3 separate regions of the Ovis aries genome follow, and all the other regions are linked to region 3. The links are chromatin contacts, called in public Hi-C maps. All regions are on one chromosome and are shown on one strand. The core of a region is the stretch at or near the end of the contact, and the rest is flanking DNA. Distances in the headings are between cores, read along the strand shown.

Region 1 (3,317 bases), core at 445-2,944, 160 kb before region 3:
TGACTCAGGAATCGATCTACAGTTTTCATCCCCCCACACACATTATTTTTAATTCTCCCCGATGTACCTGGAAACTCTCCAGACGTTTGTACAGAAGAACAGCCTTTGTTTTGACTTTTAAAAAGCACATAGTTTATTCTAGAGATCACATTATACCCATTCTTTCAGTCCATAAACCTTTCAATAGCTTTTGACTGAAAGCTGAAATCTGAAATCTGACTGTCTAAATTTTGCCCTGCTGAGTTGGACTCAGTGCCTTATTTATTTACTGTGTCTAGGTAGATTGTACTTTGGAATATCTAGCACTAGCTTAGATTTCATATTCTAACGCTGGGTGAATGATCTTAAAGAAGGTATTCATAAGGCCTGGACTCCATCGTAGGCCTGTTCATGCTGATCGTGCTCGGCCACCTTTCCAATGGACTCTGAACTCTGTGTTTAGTGCCTATGAAAACAACAACAGAAGGAAAAGACCCCCTCCTGACAGGGGAACCTTGAAGATCGTATCTAGGTTACTCATCGCCTAAGAGAAAACATACACTAATCACCCTTTCCTCCAGACAGGCCATAAATTTTTCTGTATCTATCTGAGTGTAACCTCGGGTTTATTGATTACTGGCTAATCATTTGACTGAGCACATGAGCACGTAGCACGTGAATCATGGAGTTATTGGGATTGTATTTTCCTTGGTTTATGTAAGTCTCAAGGAATTTGGAGTGGTGGGTTCAGACATGTACGCATGGGGTATAAAAGATTTTCATAAACGCTAGTCTGGGTCCTTGGCTAAGAGGAGACTCTGCCTTGGGCCCGCTGGTGTAATAAACTGCACTCCACTATCTGCATTATCCTTCTGAGTGAGTTTGTTGAAATCTAACAAGAACGTATGTCGAGGATTTTAGGACACAGGAATGAGGAGTGAGGTTACAACCTCACTGCAGTTTTTTTTTTTTAATACAAAACTGACAGTTTTACTGAGATATAATTCACATACTATAGAATTAATCCTTTTAAAGTGTACAATTCAGTAGTTTTTAGTGTATTCACAGAGTTATGGTGGTATAGTCATCACCAATATCTAATTTTAGGATGCTTTCATCATCACTGAGTTTGAAAGATAACAAATTTGAGTCCCTTGGTAAAATGGCCAGAAGCAGAGCTTCTGTTTGAAAGATTTGGTTAGGCATGGAGGAATCTCATAGACTGCAAGTTTTGAAGGAGTACAGAGATGTCAGAGACTGCAGGGATGAGATCAGGCTTCACTAGGAAGGTGTGGGATTAAAGAACAGTAGGTCATATTTGGATGCAGGAGAGCATCCTTTCCAGGAATACTACATAAGCAAAGGTTTGGAGAGGGAACTAAGTTGAGTGTTTTTATTAGCCAGGAACGAGCTACGCTCCAGGCGTCCAGCTCCACTTTGTAGATCTCAGTCCTCACCATGAAGAATTCTTTGTGCGGGTTCAAATTTCACTCAGACTAGTGTTTCTCAGACTGTGTGTTGAAAGACGGGTTTGTTTGCTTTAAAATTCCCCAATCTGTCCTGGACACACAACACACGTGTAAAATACAATAACAATGAACTGGTTAAAAAAGTTACACAAGGCTGAAGCTTGAGGTTTGTTTGTTTATTGATTCAGTGACCAAGAACTTCGACACCGTTTCTGACCGCAGGCTGCACTCTGAGAGCTCTCTTCCAAAGCAGAGGCGGGCTTAGGAAGGTGCAGAGTCATCCGGGTGGCCCAGGTAACAGGGGCGGAGCGGGACTGAACCTCGGTGGCCCGGCCCGCCCGCTGGGGGGCCGAGCCCGGGCGGGGTCAGCGCAGGGTAGTCAGGGGACGCGCGAATCGGGAGCAGGGGAACCCGGAGAGCCGGAGCCGGAGGGACCGCCAAGCCCAGGAACCAGGGAGCCGACGACCGTAAGCGCTCCGGGGCGTCTGCGCAGTTTCCGGGGGCCCGGGCGCTCCCAGGGTGCAGGGGCACAACGCGATCCCGAGGGCTGGGGGACGCTGGCGGCGGGCGCCGCACAGCCAGGGCTCCGGGGAGACTTTCACACAGGCCTCCGCCGCCGCCCCTGCCCCGCCGCCCGCAGCTGGGTCCCGACCGAGGCCTCGCCGCGTGCGGTCCGCAGGCGCTTGGGATTCCGGGAAGAGGCCCGCACGCGCTCTGCCAACCGAATGCGGGGGGAGGGGGCGCGGGGAAGCGCGGCGGCGGCCCCCTTGCCTGGCTCTCCCGGGGAGTACAGCTTCCAGGAGGCGTCTGGCTCATACTGCACTTGTTTGTCACCGGAGTCCTAAACAGACCTCAAGTCTTTTGGCTGAGACGTCCTCTCTCACCATCTCTAACCGCGGTTCCAGTTTTTCTCTCCCGCTCCAACCCCGCCCAGCTCAGCGCCCAGGAAAGGAAACTTGGGTCCGGGGAAAAGAGTTCACCGTGCATTAGGAGCCTAGGGATGTGACCAGTCTAAGGGCAGCAGAGACCAGAGACTCCTGCAAGCCTCCCTCCCCGGAGGGATGCTGGGGAACTTAGCCTCTGGCCCCTCGCCTGCCCGGCCCTTCTGAAGCCTTCAGGGTGCAGGTGCGGGCTCTGACGATGTTGTGACTCTGATTTTGATTCTTTTAAAGCTGCGCCTCCCACCCCGTTCACTCTCCTCTACTATATGAACTTCTGGCTGCACAAAGATGTGTGGGCCCCTGACGCAGGGATGGACAGACAGCCCTCTCTTAGCCCTGTCCCTGCCCCGTGGGCTCTGTACAGAGAATAGGGTTGAAAGGTAAGGGGCTGGTGGGGGGGGGGGGACCTCTGCATTCGGCACCTCAGCACCCAGTACATCGGATGTATGAGCTGTTGCGGGAAATTGTTGAGAACATTGGGATTTATGCCCGTTTGGGTGCCACTCTGCAGACTCCTCTGAATATACCATTAAAAGTTAACACTTGAAAGAAGGGGCCCCAGTCTGGAAAGTAACACTGTCTTCTGGTGTGGTGGTTGCATCCTTCTGGGAGTAGGGGCTTGAGGACCTTGTGGAGGTCTTTCACTAGCCCTAGTAGGTCTGATTTAGCAAGAAACTCTGGGCTTCCCCGGTGGGTCAGGGGTAAAGAATCTGCCTGCAGTGCAGGGGAAGCGGGAGATGTATGTTGTATCCCTGGGTCAGAAAGATCCCCCCGGGAAAGGGCATGGCAACTCACTCTACTATTCTTGCCTGGAGAATTCCATGGATAGAGGAGCCTGGTGGGCTATAGTCCATAGGATCTCAAAGACTTGGAAACAACGGAAGTGACTTAGCACAGCACTGAGAGGGTTCAGCAGTTTCTCTTTCCC
Region 2 (3,450 bases), core at 180-2,679, 190 kb before region 3:
CGGAAACAATCATAGGAGGTAACCAACTTAGGTGAAAGAATAAAAGCTTTCACTTTTGACCTTGCACAGGCTGGACTTCACCAATTCAGCTTTCCTACAGCCACTAGTGACGTGTTCTAAAAATAAAAATTAATCATACCGCGTCCTGTTGTGATTAACATCTGCCGGCTCTCCACTTGCTGAACAATGGAGAGCAAAGTCCAGGGCCGATGTGTTTAGTATAACTTACTTTCTATAATTGTATTTATTTATTTTTGGCTGTACTGGGTCTTCCTTGCTCTGCGACGGCTTTCTCAAGTTCTGGCGGGCGGGGCATTGCTCTTTGTTTCCTTGTGGTGCTTGGGGCTTCTAACTGTGGTGGCTTCTCTTGTTTTAGCGCACAAGCTCTAGGGCGCAGTCTCAGTAGTTGTGGGGCAGGGGCTTAGTGGCTCACCGGCATGTGAGATCTTCCCGGGACCAGGGATAGAAGCTGTATCTTCTGCATTGGCAGGCGGATTCTTTACCACTGAGCCGCCAGGAAAGCCTTAAAACTGATGTTTTACTATACATAAAATATACTTCAACTTGATTAAAGAAAAATACCCTTCTACCTCACTCCATAGCCTGGAGAACAAAGTTCAAATTTCTTCCGGCTTAAGTGATATGATTTCTTCCCATTCTTCCCCCGTGCCCCAAATACGTGCTTGCGTCCTAAGTCGCTTCGGTCCTATCTGACTCTTTGCAACTCTATGGCTATTCTGTCCATGCGATTCTGCAGGCAAGAACACTGGAGTGGGTTGCCATGCCCTCCGGAGAAGGCAATGGCACCCCACTCCAGTAGTCTTGCCTGGAGAATCCCAGGGACGGGGGAGCCTGGTGGGCTGCCGTCTATGGGATCGCACAGAGTCGGATACGACTGAAGCGACTTAGCAGCAGCAGCAGCAGCAGCAGCCATGCCCTCCTCCAGGGGATGCCCACATTAAATACACTACGGATCTAAAATAGGCCTCCTGCCCTGCCCACCTGTTTAACACCCGTCATGTTTCTCAAGATTCAACTTGTGTCATCCCCGTTAGCGTCCTCTAGACACAGATGTCTATCATAGAAAGCTCTCCATTGCACTCTTCTGTTTTTGTCTCGCCTTTTACTAAGCTGTAAGCGAGACAGCTCCAGCGCTTATCACTAAGCCGCTCTATCTTTGCTGAAGAAACCTGGGCTTTATCGTTGTCGTCCAGCCAGAAGGACAGCGGGACAGATCCTCCTCCAGTCCTACAAGGGGCGCTGTGGCAACCTCCATCGTCTCTCCTCTCTCCACCTCTTCGGACCCTCTCCCAGACTCACACGCTTGGGGCTCCGCCTCCTATGCAACATCCCTCCTTCCCATTGGGCAAGAACGATCCAGGCTGACCAATGGAGCGAGGCGTTGGTGCGAGGCGGCGCCGCCATCCTTGAGCTTCTGGGCCCCTGTCTCGGTAGCCGGCTGTGGGAGTTAGGGAGGTAGGTGGGCCGTGCTGCGCCGCCTCCGGTCCACAGCCGTGCCTCTTTCTGTCCTTCTGCCGCGGTCCCACGATGCCGCAGTACCAGACTTGGGAGGAGTTCAGTCGCGCAGCGGAGAAACTCTACCTCGCCGACCCAATGAAGGTAAATCGCAGGCGGAGCCAGTGTCTCTGTCCTAGCTCGGGTCAGGATGTCTTCTCTGGCGTCCGCTCGGCCTCCGGAGCTTCTGCAGCATCCTAGGAGGTGCTGTGTGTGAAGAGAGACGGACTCCGCGCGAAGTCCGATTGTTCTTTTCGTCTCTTCTCTTAAGAAGGGCCCAGTGAAGCCTGAAACCAGCAAAATCAGGGTCAAGTCAGGGCTCTAAGAAGCCTTCCCCCGCCTACAATCCCTGAGCTTCCCTACCGTTGGTTTACGTGTCTCTAAGGGCAGGGCTCCTCCCCTCTGCAGCTTCGGCTTCCTGTGGCGCTTCAGTTCAGTTTCAGTTCAGTCGCTTAGTCGTGTCCGACTCTTTGCGACACTATGGACTGCACCACGCTAAGCTTCCCTGTCCATCACCAACTCCCGGAGCTTACTCAGACTCAGTGTCCATCGAGTCGGTGATGCCATCCAACCATCTCATCCTCTGTCGTCCCCTTCTCCCGCCTTTCCCAGGTCTTTCCCAGCATCAGAGTCTTTTCAAATGAGTCAGTTCTTCGCATCCGGTGGCCAAAGTATTGGAGTTTCAGCATCAGTCCTTCCAGTGAATATTCAGGACTGATTTCCTTTAGGATGGACTGGTTGGATCTCCTTACAGTTCAAGGGACTCTCAAGAGTCTTCTCCCAAGAGTCTTCTCCAACACCGCAGTTCAGAAGCATCAAAGACCCTCATTTGGAGGCATCTACCTCCCGCAGATTAGTGGTTCTTAATATTTTGGAGGTTAGTGCCCTTTAAGAGTAGGAGAATGCACTTAACACATAAATGTTTGTAAACAGTTTTAGGGGGTCCGTGGATCCCTGTGGCCTTCATTGGAGGCTCAGACAGTAAAGAATCTGCCTGCAATGCAGGAGACTCGTGTTTGATCCCTGGGTCAAGTAGATCCCTTGGAAAAGGGAATGGCAACCCACTCCAGTATTCTTGCCTGGAGAATTCCAGACAGAGGAGCCTGGTGGGACTAGAGTCCATGGGGTCACAAAGAGTCGGACACAAAGTGAGCGAGTAACACACACACATGGATCCCTGTAATTCATTCATGGCCCCCATAAAATTATAATAAGCTAACCTCTGACATCGGCTTATCATAATTTTACCAGGGCCGTGAATGAATTACAGGGATCCGTGTGTGTGTTAGTAACCAGAGAAGTTGCAAGGACAAGAATTTAGCATTTGGGTCTTGATTTTTCTTCCTCTTGGTTTTTATTGTCATCTAAATATTATTTGAAATATTGAAAAGCCCTGCTAGCTTTTTAGACCTAGATAAGTAACAAGCCAGAAACAGTCTTAGTTCCATTCTTTGCAATAAAGTGATGTAATAGTAATAAATAATAAAATGAATTAGATACTTGTGAAATTGAGTACTTTGTTTATGACACAATTTCTGGCTCCTCCATTTGGTTGATTTTGTTCGTAGGACCATTTGTTTTCTTTAAGCAGTGTACCGTGAGGACTATACAGGACTTTTGTAGAAGTACCCACAGTGTAAACTAATATTTGGAAAGATAGTAAAGAATATACAAATCCACAGTAAGAGTAATAATACTATAAGAATGTGGTCATAGTTATAGGGAAAATGAAAATAAAATGATTATTATTGAGCATTGCTATGAACAAAGCATGTGTAGAATAGACAGGGGAGGGAGAACCTGAGTTCTTTTCAGAAAATTCCAGTGACCTAAAAACTTGTGCCTTTTCATGATAACCTTCACTGGGTTTTAACTGATTTTTTTTTGATAGGCTGGTAAAGGGATGAGTGGGAAGAGAGCTTGACTGACAGTTGT
Region 3 (3,553 bases), core at 564-3,063:
TTACATGTGGAATCTAAAACATAACACAAATAAACTTATCTATAAAACAGAAATAGAAACAGACTCATAGACATAGAGAACAGACTTATGGTTGCCTAGGGGGTGGGAACGCAACCCACTCCAGTATTCTTGCCTGGAGAATCCCAGGGACAGAGGAGCCTGGTGGGCTTCCGTCTAAGGGGTCACACAGAGTCGGACACGACTGATGTGACTTAGCAGCAGAAGCAGCAGCAGGGGGTGGGGACAGAGAAGGGTTGGACTGGGAGTTTGGGATTAGCAAATGCAAACCATTAAACATAGAATGGATAAACGCCAAGACCCTAATGTATAGCATAGGGAATTATATTCAATATCATATAATAAACCATAATGGAAAATAATATGAAAAAATAAAATGTATGATTTCAGTCAACACACTAAAGGGGGGAAAAAAGGAAATTTACAAATGTGTCAACACTGATTATTACAGAGTTGAAGAAATCTGGGTGATTTTTGGTGTCATCTTTATGATTTTTCTGTATTTCCCATTCATCCCCCACCCCCACCAGCCCCTGACCCGGCTCTGAGCAGTGCCCTCCTGGGCAGTACAAAGGTAGGGGAGTGGTGGGAGATTTTCCTGACTCTGACCCTGCCACTGAGACTGGGCTGGCTGCTGGCAGGTAGAGGAGGGACGCGGAATACCTGATGTTATGGGAATCACAGTGTTACGCTGCCCATCCAAAGCATCTCCAAGGTACTTTGGCTCAGTGGTCGTCTTCTCTTCTCCAAACCCCCACAAGATCACAGGGTCCTCCCAAATGAAGAAACCAAGACCAGAGAGGTCACAGGACTCGCCCAGGGTCACCAAGGGGAGAACCCTGTGGCTGTACCTTCAGGCCAAGCAGGATTCAGGCAGCGGCCACGAGGCCCAAGGTAAGAGAGGAAAGGGTAGCACATGAGCTCGTCAAATGCATAAAACACATTTTACAAGAATTCATTGCTTTTTTAAACTTTTTCTATTGCTCATGTAGAAAACATTTGAAAATACAGAAAACTACAAAAAAGAAAATTGAAGTAATCTATAAACATACCTCCTAGATATTAACCTCTATTACCACATAGTGGTATGTTTTCCTCCATGCTATTTCAAAATTTAAGGTGTTGGTGTTCGTCGATTTTTATCCTGTTCTCCACTTGGTGTTGTTATAGCATGAAATAAAAGTCTTCAAAAACATGATTTTTAATGATGACACAGTTAAATACTAATCATAGCCAACACTTTTATAACATGGTTTTGTTAACTCAGGTTTCCATAACAAAATACCACAGACTACAACAGACATTTATCACCTCACACTTCTGGAGGCTGGGAGGCTCAAGGTCAAGGTGGCAGCTGATTCGGTCTCTGGTGAGAGCACACTTCCTGGCTTGTCTTGCTGTGTGCTCACGTGGTAGAGAGAGAGTTCTGTTGCAGCTTCCTCTTTTATAAGAGCATTAATTCCACTGTGAGGGCCTCATCTCCATTATCTCATCTAAACCTAATTAATCCCTAAAGACCCCCACAGCTGCACTTACTGTGAACCCAGATCACAGAGAATTTTACAAGCAGGAGTTCCCCAGCTCCTCACCAGGAAGGGCTGTCATTGCCCCCATTTCGCAGATGAGGAACCTGCGGCCCAGAGAGGTAGCTTGTTATTAATTTGGGGTTTGAGGTTTAAACTCAAGCCATCTGGACGGAAGGAAGTGCGCAAAGTGTGAATTATAGAGCACACTAAGAGAAAACGAAAGTGCATATCTGGGTTCTCCTTTAGGGAGATGAGTCAGGTCTCTGTGATGAGCTAACATTCAATATGATATGTGGAGAATGAGTTGGATTCAGCCAGGCAGAGTGGTGGAAAGAGAGGTGAACTGCGCCAGGCTGGTGACTCACCGCTCCCTGCTCTTACTTTTAAGTTGAAAACACCCAAACAGCCAGATTTTTCATGATCATTTTGAAACTTTAAAAATGGGGTGCGGTAGCTATAATCGTACAATTTTCATTCCTTTTATTCCCTTACAACTTTTAGTAATTTTTTCCCTCACAAATTTTAGTAGATCATCTATACCTGTTTGATGGATTTTGTTTTTAACTTAGAATTCCACACTCTTCCCTGTTTTACACAGTTACTATACACCTCATTTTGATTGCTCTGTGTTGTCATCATGTCTGTTGATGGGACACCATAGTTTGTTTTGTTTTCACTCCTGGAAGCACTGCTGTTATAAACCTCTCTATGCATGCAGCGCTTTTCTTCTGACCTACAGGAGGCAGGGGTAGATTTACAGGTGGTACTGGCCCTTTTGCTACTCTATTTGCATTCCAAAAGGAATATTCACATTTTCTAAGTCTTTAGCAATGAAATGGCTGCATCTGTTTCCCCAAATTTTGGGAATTTTCAAACTAGATTTCTTGAGTAGCTATTGATAAATCTAGCACCTCACCAGTGTTTAAGTTGCCCTGCCGTATAATTTTAGTTTTCATATTTAGGGTTTTATTTCTTCTAAACTCTCTTATGTTGAAAAAGGGTAATTTTAGACATCAACTGCAGAAAATATCCATCCTGAGAAAGAAAACTGGAGCTGGAAGAGTCAGACTCCCTGACCTCAGACCACACCATAAACCTATAGTAACAAAAACAGCATGAACTTCCCTGGTGGTCCAGTGGTTATGTCATCATGCTTCCAGTGCAGGGGGCAAGGGTTCATGGAATTAAGACAATGTGGTGTTGGTAGGGAAGACAGGTACACCAGCAGAACAAAAGAGAGAGTCAGAAACAGACCCATGGATGTATGAATACTTGATTTATCACAAATGTACAGATTTGTACATTTATTTTTATGTATTTATCTATATATTTTATGTGTGCATTTTTTAAATGTACAAAATTGTAATAAAGAAAGAATGCTCTTTTCAACAAATAGTGCTCTTTGAAGTATCTATATGGAAAAAAATAAAATCGGACCCCTATCTCACATCATACAAATCAATTCTTTTTTTTAATTAAAGTATAATTGAATTACCATGTTGTGTTAATTTCTGCTGTACAGCAGATTCAGATATGTATATGTATATATATGTGTATATATATGTACATTCTTTATTTGTACGTGTATATATACATATATGTGTGTGTGTGTATATATACATATATAGACATTCTTTCCTTATATTTCTTTCCATGATGGTTTATCTCAGGATATTGAATATAGTTCCCTGTGCCATATAGTAGGACCTTGTTGTAATTCTATATGTAATAGTTTGGGTCTGCTAATCCCCAGTTCCCAGTCCATCCCTTCCCTCACCCATCCCTCAAATGAGTTCTTGGTGGATTATAGACCTAAATGTGTGAGGCACAGCTAAAAAAACTTTAGGAGAGAACAGAGGGTTTCTATCTTAATGAACAAAGGGTAGGGCAAGACTCCTTGGACACGTAAGACACTAAAAGAACTGTCATAGGGACTTCCCTGGAGGTACAGTGATTAAGAATCTGCCTTCCAGTGCAGGGGACTCGGGTCTGACCCCTGGTCAGGGACT

What was found. Hi-C and Micro-C count contacts between places; a contact is called where the count stands out from the background.
Region 1: a contact with region 3 is called in a Hi-C map of retroperitoneal adipose tissue, with 2.1 times the contacts expected there. The contact joins the promoter of EPHX1 here to the enhancer-like site in region 3. A contact is called at or near these places in 4 of 16 Hi-C or Micro-C datasets (hypothalamus, muscle, retroperitoneal adipose tissue and 1 more).
Region 2: a Hi-C map of blood shows a contact between it and region 3, with 2.9 times the contacts expected there. The contact joins the promoter of SRP9 here to the enhancer-like site in region 3. A contact is called at or near these places in 3 of 16 Hi-C or Micro-C datasets (blood and mesenteric adipose tissue).

Annotation. Positions count from the first base shown.
Region 1 is chr12:28,121,169-28,124,485 of ARS-UI_Ramb_v3.0, forward strand. EPHX1 (epoxide hydrolase 1) reads left to right here and starts at 1,695. Exons shown (of 9, transcript XM_012187144.4): 1 at 1,695-1,742.
Region 2 is chr12:28,087,230-28,090,679 of ARS-UI_Ramb_v3.0, forward strand. It overlaps SRP9 (signal recognition particle 9), which reads left to right and starts at 1,430. Exons shown (of 3, transcript XM_004013626.5): 1 at 1,430-1,620. The coding sequence starts at 1,549. LOC121820768 (a long non-coding RNA gene) reads right to left here and starts at 1,937. Exons shown (of 2, transcript XR_006061455.2): 1 at 1,879-1,937; 2 at 1-1,802. It overlaps LOC132657456 (a long non-coding RNA gene), which reads left to right. Exons shown (of 4, transcript XR_009595667.1): 4 at 1-143.
Region 3 is chr12:28,276,903-28,280,455 of ARS-UI_Ramb_v3.0, forward strand. No RefSeq gene overlaps it. Among named protein-coding and RNA genes, the nearest start is that of SDE2, 29 kb to the right of the region's middle. Within about 2 kb of position 1,814, at least 16 of the 54 cell types and tissues checked have an H3K27ac peak or open chromatin away from gene starts, as enhancers often do. A contact at or near this core is called in tail adipose tissue, where this site is marked.